2 separate regions of the Zea mays genome follow, and region 2 is linked to region 1. The links are chromatin contacts, called in public Hi-C maps. All regions are on one chromosome and are shown on one strand. Each heading gives the region's core, a stretch centred on a gene start, on an enhancer-like site or on the middle of the called end of the contact. The rest is flanking DNA. Distances are from core to core; before and after follow the strand shown.

Region 1 (5,536 bases), core at 952-3,451:
TTTTCTTGCATATCAAGATAAACCTTGATATACTGCAAAATTCATAGCGAACTAATTGTCCAAATGAACTGTAAGTATCACATCTGTGGCAGTGAGCATGATCTGTAGAAAAAAAAATGTTATGTGGCCGTAGAACATGTGTATTTAATCTGTCGAAATCTGAAGCTGGACAGTGGTAAGCCTATTAGCATGGTTGTGTTAAGTTTTTTTATGGGGACATAATTACATATGAGCAGTAAGTAGTATCGTTCCCTTTCATAACCCCAGCAGCCGTGGCAGTAAATCAAAACTGTTATCTTCGTAAGTTTTACTTATCTTCCTAATTACGTGTGTTAGCTTTCTTTCTCATGATGAATCTATCCTCGATGTAATAATGTTTCCTGTTGCACAGCCTGGTGAAATTGCCAGTCGAAGAAGCTCAACTGAACTGGCTCATGTATGGAACAAGGCAGTGGACGAGACCCTTGGGCGACTTGTTGTGTACCTTAGTTCGCGTGGGTGGTGATTCAAGCTCCATGTTGAACATGGTAACCGAGGAAGACTCTTTTTCAAGCCACTGATGTGCTCATACTTCCCTGTACCCGGATTGAACATGTTTTTTTTTTTAAAAAAAGAGATACTTCCAATGACCGATTTATCTGAAATTCTGAACCGAGCTGATTGATTCTACCGATGCTTCCCTGAGCAGGTGGATGTTACTTCGAGGTCATTGTTGTAGCCCTGTGAAAGGCAGGACTCGTCTAACTATTTTTTACATATATGTATTGGTAATAAAGAATGTATGTTACTTTGCTGACGTTGCCAACACTTCAATGGAAACTATGGTCGTTCTCTAATGGTCAGTCCATCCCTGGTCACCCTGAGTGTCAGTTCTGCTCTTCCATCTCTAACTAAGGTCTCAGACTGTCATTCACTATACCTGTATATAATCTCAGTCTCCGATTCAGTTTTACTCATCATGACTTCAGCTCCAGGTTTAGGCCCGGTTTGTTTCCCTCCTAAGTTAGATTATGGTGAAAGAGTAGGAGGATTATGGTGAAAGAATAAGAGGGTAAAATATCACTTTAGGATTATAAATAAGCTGAAATAAGATATCTAATCTATCCTTTCACCATAATCTAACTTAAATAATCTAGGAGAAAATAAACACACCCTTAGTACCATTGTGGGCTGGATAAGTTATTAATCTGCAGACTGCAGTAATCCGTTTTCATCAAACACCATGTCTCATCCACTAGTCAATTTGCCTTGAGTTTGTCATGAGCTTGTGGAGACCATTAAAACTTTAGGGTGACCGACCTGAAGCTGCTATCTTTCTGCTGTCCGCAGAGGAACCGACCGTCTTCGTCTCCTTGAGCAGCATGAAGCCATGCGACCTGCCAACCTACGGAGTAGTTTTTTGGCGCACTCATGGAGGCGAACGACGGCCATTGTGAATGTGTGATGCTGAAAATGAAAGTGAAGAGAGAGGCCTAGAGATGGCCAAACGGGCCGCCCGGCCCGGCCCGGCCCGGGCCCGGTGAAGCCCGGCCAAAAACCGGGCCGGGCCTGCTGTGCCAGCGGGCTTAATTTTCTGTCCAAGCCCGGCCTGCAGTGGGCCTAAACGGGCCGGGCCGGCCCGTTTAGCACGAAAAAACGGGCCGAAAAGCGGGCTAAACGGGCCGGTAAGTACGTTTTAGTGTAAAAAAACCGGGCTTAACGGGCTTAGAGGTAAACGGGCCGTGCCGGGCTAGCCCGCCGTGCCTAGTTTCCTGTCCAAGCCCGCCCGCTTATTCTACCGTGCCGGGTTCGGACCGGGCCCAAAAAGCGGGCTTCGTGCCGGGCTCACGGGCCTCGTGCTTTTTGGCCATCTATAGAGAGGCCAAACCAAAGCGAGAGGTACTTTGGTCTGTGCACCGGGAGAGACCAGAAGCGATTCTAGCCTGGACGGTGGTGGTGTGTGTTGGTCTGTGCAACATGGACTTGAACTCAAAGCAAGCTCGAGGAAGGTCAACGGTGCCACTTCTATCTATGGAAAAGTGATGTCCAAATTGCAGAGTCTTGACTGGGACTGGCTGACTCTCCAAAAAGGATAGCGCCCTCCCCCGCTCGGCAGCATCTTGCATCTGGATAATTTCCGGTAGACCCAAACAAAGAGCACCTTGCATTCCATATTTATACAAACAGCCCGGCCCAACTATCTGAGCCCACCTACAGCTACCACACACGACACACGTCGCAAACCAGCCCTGAAGCTACCAGGCTACCAGCACACTACGCTAGGCGTTCGACTTGGGCGCGCCCGCGCCCGTGCCCGCGCCACCGCGCGCCGCCACGACCCGGCGCCGCACCACGGCGTACGCAACGCCGATAGCCACCAGCGCGGCCGCTGCCGCGCCGACGAACACGCCCGCCACCTTGTGGCCGTGGCGCCCGTGCGTATCCACGGGCGCCACGCCCCCTTCTTCCCGGTCGGCCTTGGCCACGCTTGCCGACGATGTTCCTCCTCGGACCGCGGACTCTCTCAGCTGCTGCTGCTGCCCGCGAGGCGCGAGCGCCGGCGCCGGCGCCGGGGCGACGCCGCGATCTCGACGGGCGCGCGCGCTGGGGTGGAAGAAGTCGTAAGCGGCCGGAGACAGCGCGAGCGGGCTCTCGAAGGGGAGCCCGTGCGGGTGCGCCGCGGTGGGCCTCCTCTCCTCGCCGCGCCCGACGGGTAGAGTCGTAATAAGCAGGAGAGCGATCACCGCCACCGCTGCCGGCATTGCGGCGGTCTTTGCCATGGCTCCGGTTAGTGTGAGCGCTTGAATTCTTTGCGCTTATATAGAGGCCGTAGCAGCTAGCTAGCTAGCAAGCAAGCAAACAAAGGTACGGTACGGTGCGTGAGGCTTTGCTTCTACTTCAGCTCTCGTAGTGGCAAGCGAAACAATGATGGCAAGGTGTGAAGAGACGGCATGATGTTTTTACAGGAGCTTTTAGCTCCAGGCGCAGTGCAGGCAGAAGATGACCATACGGAGTGGAGGAGCGCTGCGACAGGGACAGTGAGACACATCCTTGGTCAGTCTTGTACTCTTGATAATTATTCTACTTCATAAAAAAAAATCTTGTTTATTCAGAGTTTCAGACTAGTTAAGGGATCAATCATAGTCAGTCCGACATGTGCTTCAGAGACACCGTTAGTTTGTTATTTTCTTTAAAAGCATGCCTTTGAAGCAACTTTTTGGTTAGTACCTTTTATATGTTCGCTTTCAGTATATTGATGATGGAAACATTCTTTGCCACAGAGGGAATGAATGAGCAAAGCAAAGTGTTTGTTTTGGTGCAGGAATTGTGAAATACCTATGAATTATGATTAGAAGTAACTCACACAGTAGTTCATTCTCGACCTACAAAATCAACAGGAACCATATACGCCAGCACTACTCCTTGGCCCATCCGGCCATGCCGCCCTGCCGCGCCAACACACCGCGCATGATTGCTGCCTGCCTGCCTACCTGCGCTGCGCAGGAGAGCAAAGCCGCGCGCGCGTTCGCGCACCGCCGTCTGCCGTGCCAAACCAATCGATTCGAAGAGCGCCCGCCATCGCCGCAGCCGCCTCGAGCAATTGAACAGGCGTGGCATGCAGCCATGCCCCACGTTGCGTCGCCTTTACTCCTCTATCTTTTTCCAGGCAAAGCCGCGGGGGGCGCATCCCGGGAGGAACATTGCAAACTTGCAGCGCAGCAGAGCAAGGGCTGTCTAGCAGCCAGCAGCATTGCAGCAACACTTCAGAAACACGAAGATACTATATTACTATGAATCTTTCTAAGTGTTGGCTACTGTTCCACTGTTTTTAAAGTTTAGTTTTGTATCACACCAAACATTTAACTATAAATTATGAGTATTAAATATAGGTTTATTAGGTTTAATAAATTCGTCTTGTCTTTTGGTCTTTATTTATGTAATTAGTTTTATAATTAGATTATATTTAGTATCAGTAATTATTATTTAAACATTCAATGTGATAGCCACTAAACTTTAGTTGGGTGGAACCAAACACTTCCCTAAAGTTCTTCACTTTATCAAACAGGATGGACATGAAGAACAAGGATGTCACATTCATGATTTAGGCTATATATACTCATATGCTCTAAGTTTCTACCAAAAAAAATATTTTGGCCTTGTCATCAAAATTATTTACTCTATACTACAATCCTACGTAGTCATGTTTACTCTAAATCTCAACTCTATACCAACCACCATATATTATATTATTTTTTCAATCCTATTTCATCTCACACTCAACTGCATCATGCTGTTGTATTGCTATGCAGGTGGGCCTCCCTTGTTTGTAGTAGGCCGGGTATACACTCTAAAAAATAAAAATAACGTTGGTGGTGGTCTCCCTTAGTTTATAGTTGTTGAATGAGTACATGGTTGCACCGTTGCAGTAACTTTCTACTGCATATTCCACTCTATCTGCGGTGCTGTATGCGATAGCGCTGCTCACTATGAACAACCTAATTTATAAGTATTTTAAGATTTGACACTCTTATCATAATGATATGTGATGCTACTGTGAGTCAGTTAGATCAGGATATCAAATCTTGAGAGGCTTGGGAATACAAATTTCAAATTTTCTCGTAAGAGAGAGATGGAACTTTGTCTATGGCTAATATGCTAGACAATTGGCATTGTCCACAGGGTGCAGAATGTTGTCGGAATCTTGTCTTTGTTTATCTGTGTTCGAGCAATCATATCCGTTGAGGCATGACTTTTGTATGATTACCTTTTCTTGTTGGAGGGAGTATGGATACAGAAAAGGTGGTGAAGAAATGGGTCTCCGCTACAGCGCTGCTGCTACGGTTTGTATTTCCATTTCCCTCTCGCTAGGAGATGGATATAAGGGCATGCACACTCTTGAACCTTTGAATCGGTTTTTCAAATATAAGATAAAGCTAAAAAAACTGTTTAATACAATCTTAAGTCTTAGATCATAAATACAGTCAAAACATAATATTTATAGAGACCTATCATTTAATTAAGTTGTGCATGCCTAAGGTCTGAAATCAGAATAATTTTTTTCCTCGACGGTATCTTGGATACATATTTCATTAGAAAGAGGTAGAAACATATTACATTACTAAAATACAAGTTTTGAGTATAAGGTCAGGCGAGGTAATCCAAGGATTATCATAAGATACCAAGAAAAACAGAAACGGCGAGACAGAGCAGGGGAACCATCGGCTATGACACCCAATAGCGTTCTTATGAAGAAATCAACCCGGTGGTGGCAAAACATCCATCCAAGGAGATAACACGGTCATCCACTAATAACTGTAGCAAAATATCAACCAGAGGGCAGCTCTGCAGTCTGCACAACCCATGGAGATCAAAGCATCCGCCACATGATGACAGGAACACGATCTTGGTTGCAAAGCATCCACCCAGAGAAAAGACCAATGACGATCAAGTATCCATTAAAAGAGATATAGCCAGTAGACTCTAAATTTTACACTACAAAAATAGAATTTAAGGATCATATCATTAAGATCATACTCTATTTCTATTTATTTTTGAA
Region 2 (5,805 bases), core at 2,523-5,022, 690 kb after region 1:
GACGCGATCCCGACTCCCAGCAGCAGAACCATGAGGGAGGCCTTGATGCTCTGGCTGAAAGGTTCAAGCTCATGTCAAAAATAATAATAATCACAACATGGAATGGAACAGGAGCATCTCAAATCAGACATTGGGCAGAAAGTGGGAATGACCTGAACTTCTTGCTCAGAAAGAGGGTTTCCAAGACTATGGTGAAGGGTATGATGGCCAGCTTGGTCATCTGTTGCACGAAAGAACGGTAAGTTCAGAGGCAGGAACATAACTCGTAGCGTAGTAGTCGGTGCACGCTTGCCTGGTAGAAGCCAACAGAGTTGAACCCGAGGCAGAGGTTGAGGAGGCCAATGGAGATGCCGTTGAGCAGGCCGAAGGAGATGACGGTGCGCGCGTCGATCGGCTTTGGCTCGAAGAAGCGCAGCCGCTGCGCAACGTACAGCGTGAAGAAGGTCACCATGAGGTGCCAGCTCGTCAGCGTCGTCGCTGCATCAACAGTGTATATTGTGATGGACAAGAACTTTTGCCGTGGAGGGGTGGGTGGTTAGTTCTGAAACTCGGGAAGGCTCGCACGTACTGACCGAAGAAGAAGCCTAGAGTGCTGATGAGGTACTTGTTGCAGATGACGATGGCCACCGACGAGGTGACCGAGAGGCCCAGCGCGCCAGCGACGCCCGTCCGGGAGCCCGCGCCGTCCGACATCTCCTCCCCGCCGACGGCCGGTGACTTCCCTCCTGCTGGTGCAGACGAAGCCATGAATGAAACAGCGTTTACTTTCTCCTGCGTGCAAATCCCTATACAAGTGTACTGGTTGGGCAAATCTCGATGCCTGCTTTCTCGTTAGGATCAGCCAATTAGAATACTGGATACACGCTCGCCCGCACGCGATAGCGTTGACATTGCCGAGGCAGCAAATCAAGGGAGCGGAGCGGGCACTGTGTTCATGTTCACGTGGCATGATCTGTACTTTATGTCGGTGAACATTGGAAGAGAGAGAGCATTAGGAATTGTATAACCCTATTTAATATAGAGTTTCTATGAGGCTAATTATATATATATAAAAGATGGACACTTCTTAAAGAGCATGCATGTCTCTATACGACTCTTCATAAATATTGTCTCTTAGCTGCATTTATGATATAAAGTCTTAGATTTGTACTATTATGTGGTCTTTTAACGGTCTTTTATATTTCAAAAACCGAATTACCGTCTCAAGGTTATACGTGCCATTAGAACCGAGGTTTACTCGTTTGCGAGATTGTTACTCACTCGGGCCAGTATCGACTTTACTGTGAATTTAGACAGCAAGAATCCTCAGCCAAGAACTTGCATTCGTTGGGCAAGTCTGAACGCATGTGTGAGTGCTACGTACTACCGCCCAACAGAAAGCAGAGTGACCTGGACCAAACCATTGAGTTGGTGCTTAAGTGGCAAGGAGAACAACTAGAAGAAAGCAGCTTCAGGTAGGTAGCCACCACCTCGACTCCTCGAGTGTCTTTGTGGTATAATCTGAGACCGTTCTAGACTTTTTAATTTAGTTTTTAAAGCAGGAAGGAAGGTGGCGATGCATCACGTACTTGTAGTAGGTTTCATTAATCAGCAAAATGAAAACGACATCTGCGGACTACGGTCAGTTATTCACCAAGGTGATAGATCGGCCAGCACAAGGGAGGCGACATGGTAGAAGTAGCAGACGGTCCATTGATTGATTAGCCCGTGCTGCAAAGGCATTTCTTGTAAGCTCTCGGGATAATAAATAGTTCAGGCCCGTCGTCCGTATGACCCTACTACCATACCAAGAGGAGGCAGGTCAACGGGAGCCCAGCGAGATCTGGGTGGGGACTGGGGAGGCGTGGAGCTTCGGCGCTGCGACCGGCTCCTGCTGCGTGCGCGCACGAGGTTTCCCATGGTTGATGTGCTGTGCACAGGTGTCAAAGAAACTTCGATCGGCCCCCAGATCCCTGTGCAGTGTGCAGTCCTAATTCCTAGGCCCGGGCCATTTCACGGCGAGAGCAGAAAGCACCGCAGCAGTACCATTTGCAGGTTCCGATTTCTGAAGTAGGGGCCCTTTTTTTTTGCACGCGTTACGAACAGGCATTTCCAAATGCATGGCAGCGGAACTCCGGGACTGACTGACTGTCGGGCCACACAACTCAAAACAGTGGCCATGACTAGTGTCCCCCTCCCAGCGCAGGATGTGGAGAAAGAACAGAGTACTGTTCACAAAGCAGGATGACTGGTGGGGACGGGAGATGTTTTCTTTTTTTCCTTCGCATCTGACGTTTGGTTTCACCCAGCATATCAAATGTTTTAATAATAATTACATATATTAAATATAGTCTAATTATAAAACTAAATTCATAGATAAGGACTAAAAGACGATAGAAATTTATTAAACCTAATTAAGTCGATATTTAATACTCATAATTGATATTCAAATATTTGATATGACACGAAGTCACAAACTAAACTTTGGTTACTTTAGTATTGAAATGGTTTGGAGGGATTGGAGAGTGTATAAATTCCTAATAAATCAAAAAACTATCACAATACATATCAATCCATTTCAATCCCTTTTATTACTAGATTACCTAAACCAAACACCGGCGCCACGCACGCGATGACGTGGTGAGGAATTTGCGCAGACGCACAGAGGCGAACAAAGGGGCTCCTCCTCAGTCAGGCCAGTGCAGCGCTGCCACGTCGGATTATGCACTAGGCAGTGCTTGTGCTGAGTCCCTTCGGTTGGTTTGACTACCAGCTTGGCAACAGTGACGCTTACGACTACCAGCTTGGCAACATCTATTGCATGCCTGTCTATTCAGAAAGCCACCCCTGTCTGTCTAAGGTGGGTTCTAACTTCTAACCAAGATTAAGATTATTCTGTAACTAATAGTATATCAGCCTGACCTAGTTCATACGTGAGGAGCCATTTCGGCCACCAACTCCTCCGCGTTGCTAATTCTGTACTACTCCTTAACACCACTTGCTCTCCAGTCTCCAGCACGCAACACACGGATGCGCACGCTCCGGAAAACATGCGACGCACAAGAATGCGCACGCGCCTTCTCTAAAATTGGCAACGTGTTCTCGAAAAACGGGCGGGGGCCCGAGCTCCTGCGCGTCGATCGTCGGAAACAAGAGCCCGTAAAACTGAAGGCGACGGACGTACGGCGGCGGCCCGTCTCCAGTTTGGAGACGAAGGTGAAATGGGGGCGGACAAGATGTTGCGGCCTGCGGAGATTTTCCTGGTGTGTGTGTGTGTGCACAACGACTCGAACACACGCACGCACGCACCAACGGAATCCTGAATTTCCTGATCCTGTTTACCCCCCGAGAAGGAAAAAAAAAGGATCCCGGTTCTCAACGATCAATCAAAGTAGACAAGCGGCCAAACGTATCGCATCGACGACGAATGAATGGGACGAACAACAGATAGAGGTAAGCCAGCGAGCGATCGGGGGTGGGGGGGAATCGTACGCACCTCTGGGCTCTGGAGGAACCTTTGTTTGTATATTATCTATATATCCTTGATTCTTCCCGGCGAGTCCTCGATGATGGATCGGATCTTCTGGGGAGGAGAGGAAGGAGAACGGGAGAGGCAGACGAGCCGTTCCTCGACTCGCTCCGACTCCGAGGAAGGGGGGTGGCGCGGGTTCTGCTAATTGATTGCCCGTGTGTGTTTGTGAATTGGATTGGAGGAGGAGATGCGTGAGGCCGAAGAAGTCTTCCAGAAAAATGAAAGGAAGGAGGGAGGGGTAGGTGGCGAACAGCTCAAACGCCCGCCGTCGCTCGCATGATCGCGCCGCGTCGCCTTCTCCCCCTCCTCTTGCCTCGCGCTCGCAGTGTAGGACGTGTGGTGTCCCACCCACGAGGCCACGAGGGCCACGGTATGATTCCATCCAGACCAGTGTACACAAGTCCCTAGTCCTACTCTCTGATACATGGGCCCTACCTGGACTGTGTGTGTTTGTGTATTCCCGGGATACGTACATTTATCGTCCGATATATGTAACCCCTACTTGATAATGATAATGATTATACGTATCGTACTCGTATCACTTGCACTTGGACACCTCGGCTGCCTCACCCCAAAGGCCCCAGCTGCTGTTTTAATTAGGGACGCGTACGCTGCTATCCAACCTTGCACTGCAGCCCGGCCCACCAATAGCATCCTGACAAGCGCGATGCACGAACACGGCGGGGTCCGTTCCAGCGATCCCGTCAAATGGAAAGGGAATGAAGGACTTCTCCTTCTGTTCGTACCTCGCAGTAACATCGCTGGATGAAAACGACTGATACTGAATTTTCTGCACGGTTGAACTGGAACAGAAACACGATTGGTGATCCGAAGGGGGCACACCGCACACAACCAGCTATCACTATCAGGCTTCAGTGGACCAGCGAGCATCAGCTGAGGACTGACCACCACCCTTGGGCCTAGGCTAAAGATATACTAGTAGCTGTATAAGAAAAACGATTTTGAACCTGCTGCCGAGTCTCGTAAAATGAAATGTAACAGCGCAATTGGTCAGCCGGACACTGGAACCAGTACCAAACATTTTGGAATCATGCAGAATTCTTCGCCGGATTGATAGGCTGACCACCATTATTTCCTCACAAACGAGGACATGCCCGTTTGGCAGCCTAACAGCAAGGACAGCAAATGTTTCCAACACGCAAGCCGAACCTACATCCCCTCCAATATGTCTCCATCCGACACCCTCAATCAAAAATTCGAAAAGTTCTCCCTCCGTCGCCAATTAAAATTCGTTTTAAATAATTAATAGATTCGTAATACAATTAATAGATTCATAATACAACTAATAGCTCCATAATGCTTGATTTATATATTTTATATATTTCTACATTCATCATCATCTATTTGAGTATAGACATAAACATCAAGAGCTAAAATAAATCATATTTTAGGACGGAGAGAGTAAAAATTATGGATTTCACATCAATGCAGGTAGTATCAAGAATAATGGTTTGGCACAATCATCATATGGCAAAATAACAAAGTTGTAAGCGCCACCGAGCCAGAGCCCAGTGAGACCTTACTGATCAGTCTTACACATGTAGGAGTTTCAGTCGCTGCACACAAAGCTTATTGGTTCCGCATTGCATACTACTGGTACAACAGCAGCGACCGTTGTTGGTATGTACAGTTCTCTTATGAGGGGGAAAAGAATGTCAACAGCAGACTCAAGGGGCGGGATTTCAGTTAGGAGGCTCATCTTGTTTGTTCTTTTGGTACACTGTTTCTAGGCACTCCTTGGCCCGGTGAACCTTCGATTGGAGGTAAAAGCTCCCAGATTTGCCGTTCCTTTCAAACAAGTTATCGTATCGCTGCATAACACATAGTTGTATGTTCGAATTGAAGTGAGAACCGTGCACCCGAATAAAAGCACGTCAAATGAGAAACGGGACAGAAGGGCAGACCTGTACGATCTCTTCCCACGTCGAATTCTCTGAGACACCCAGTATCTGCCTCGCTTCCTGTTCGGTCATTGTTTTGCTTGCTCTACGAATATTGTTTATTGCCTCATGGGCCACACCAGTTTTATTTGCATCTGGCAGAGGTAGGAGGTAACAATATAAGGAGGTGCATGTAGCAATTAAATGAATAGCAAAAAATATCATTCAGAAGGTACTATCCGCCTGTTGTTGACTCAGTGCGTGGAAAGCAATCAAAGCATCAGTGCGATAGCAAGATGACAATGAAAACCACTTCATACAATGTTTCATGCCGCAGAGCCAATCTAACCACTAAGGGGGTGTTTGATTCGAGGAATCGCTTTATCCAAGAAA

What was found. A called contact is a pair of places that touch in the nucleus more often than the background predicts.
Region 2: a Hi-C map of ear shows a contact between it and region 1, with 1.9 times the contacts expected there. The contact joins the promoter of LOC100216974 here to the enhancer-like site in region 1. A contact is called at or near these places in 2 of 25 Hi-C or Micro-C datasets (ear and tassel).

What each region holds. Positions count from the first base shown.
Region 1 is chr1:235,866,665-235,872,200 of Zm-B73-REFERENCE-NAM-5.0, forward strand. It overlaps LOC100275748, which reads left to right. Exons shown (of 3, transcript NM_001353771.1): 3 at 392-790. The coding sequence ends at 505. Among protein-coding and RNA genes, the nearest start is that of LOC100275748, 4.9 kb to the left of the region's middle. Within about 2 kb of position 2,202, at least 18 of the 20 cell types and tissues checked have an H3K27ac peak or open chromatin away from gene starts, as enhancers often do. A contact at or near this core is called in ear and tassel, where this site is marked.
Region 2 is chr1:236,552,262-236,558,066 of Zm-B73-REFERENCE-NAM-5.0, forward strand. LOC100216974 reads right to left here and starts at 3,773. Exons shown (of 8, transcript NM_001317379.1): 1 at 3,476-3,773; 2 at 573-725; 3 at 293-477; 4 at 153-220; 5 at 1-54. The coding sequence starts at 693. LOC100286228 (mitochondrial import inner membrane translocase subunit TIM16) reads right to left here. Exons shown (of 4, transcript NM_001159116.2): 3 at 5,437-5,567; 4 at 4,971-5,343. The coding sequence ends at 5,215.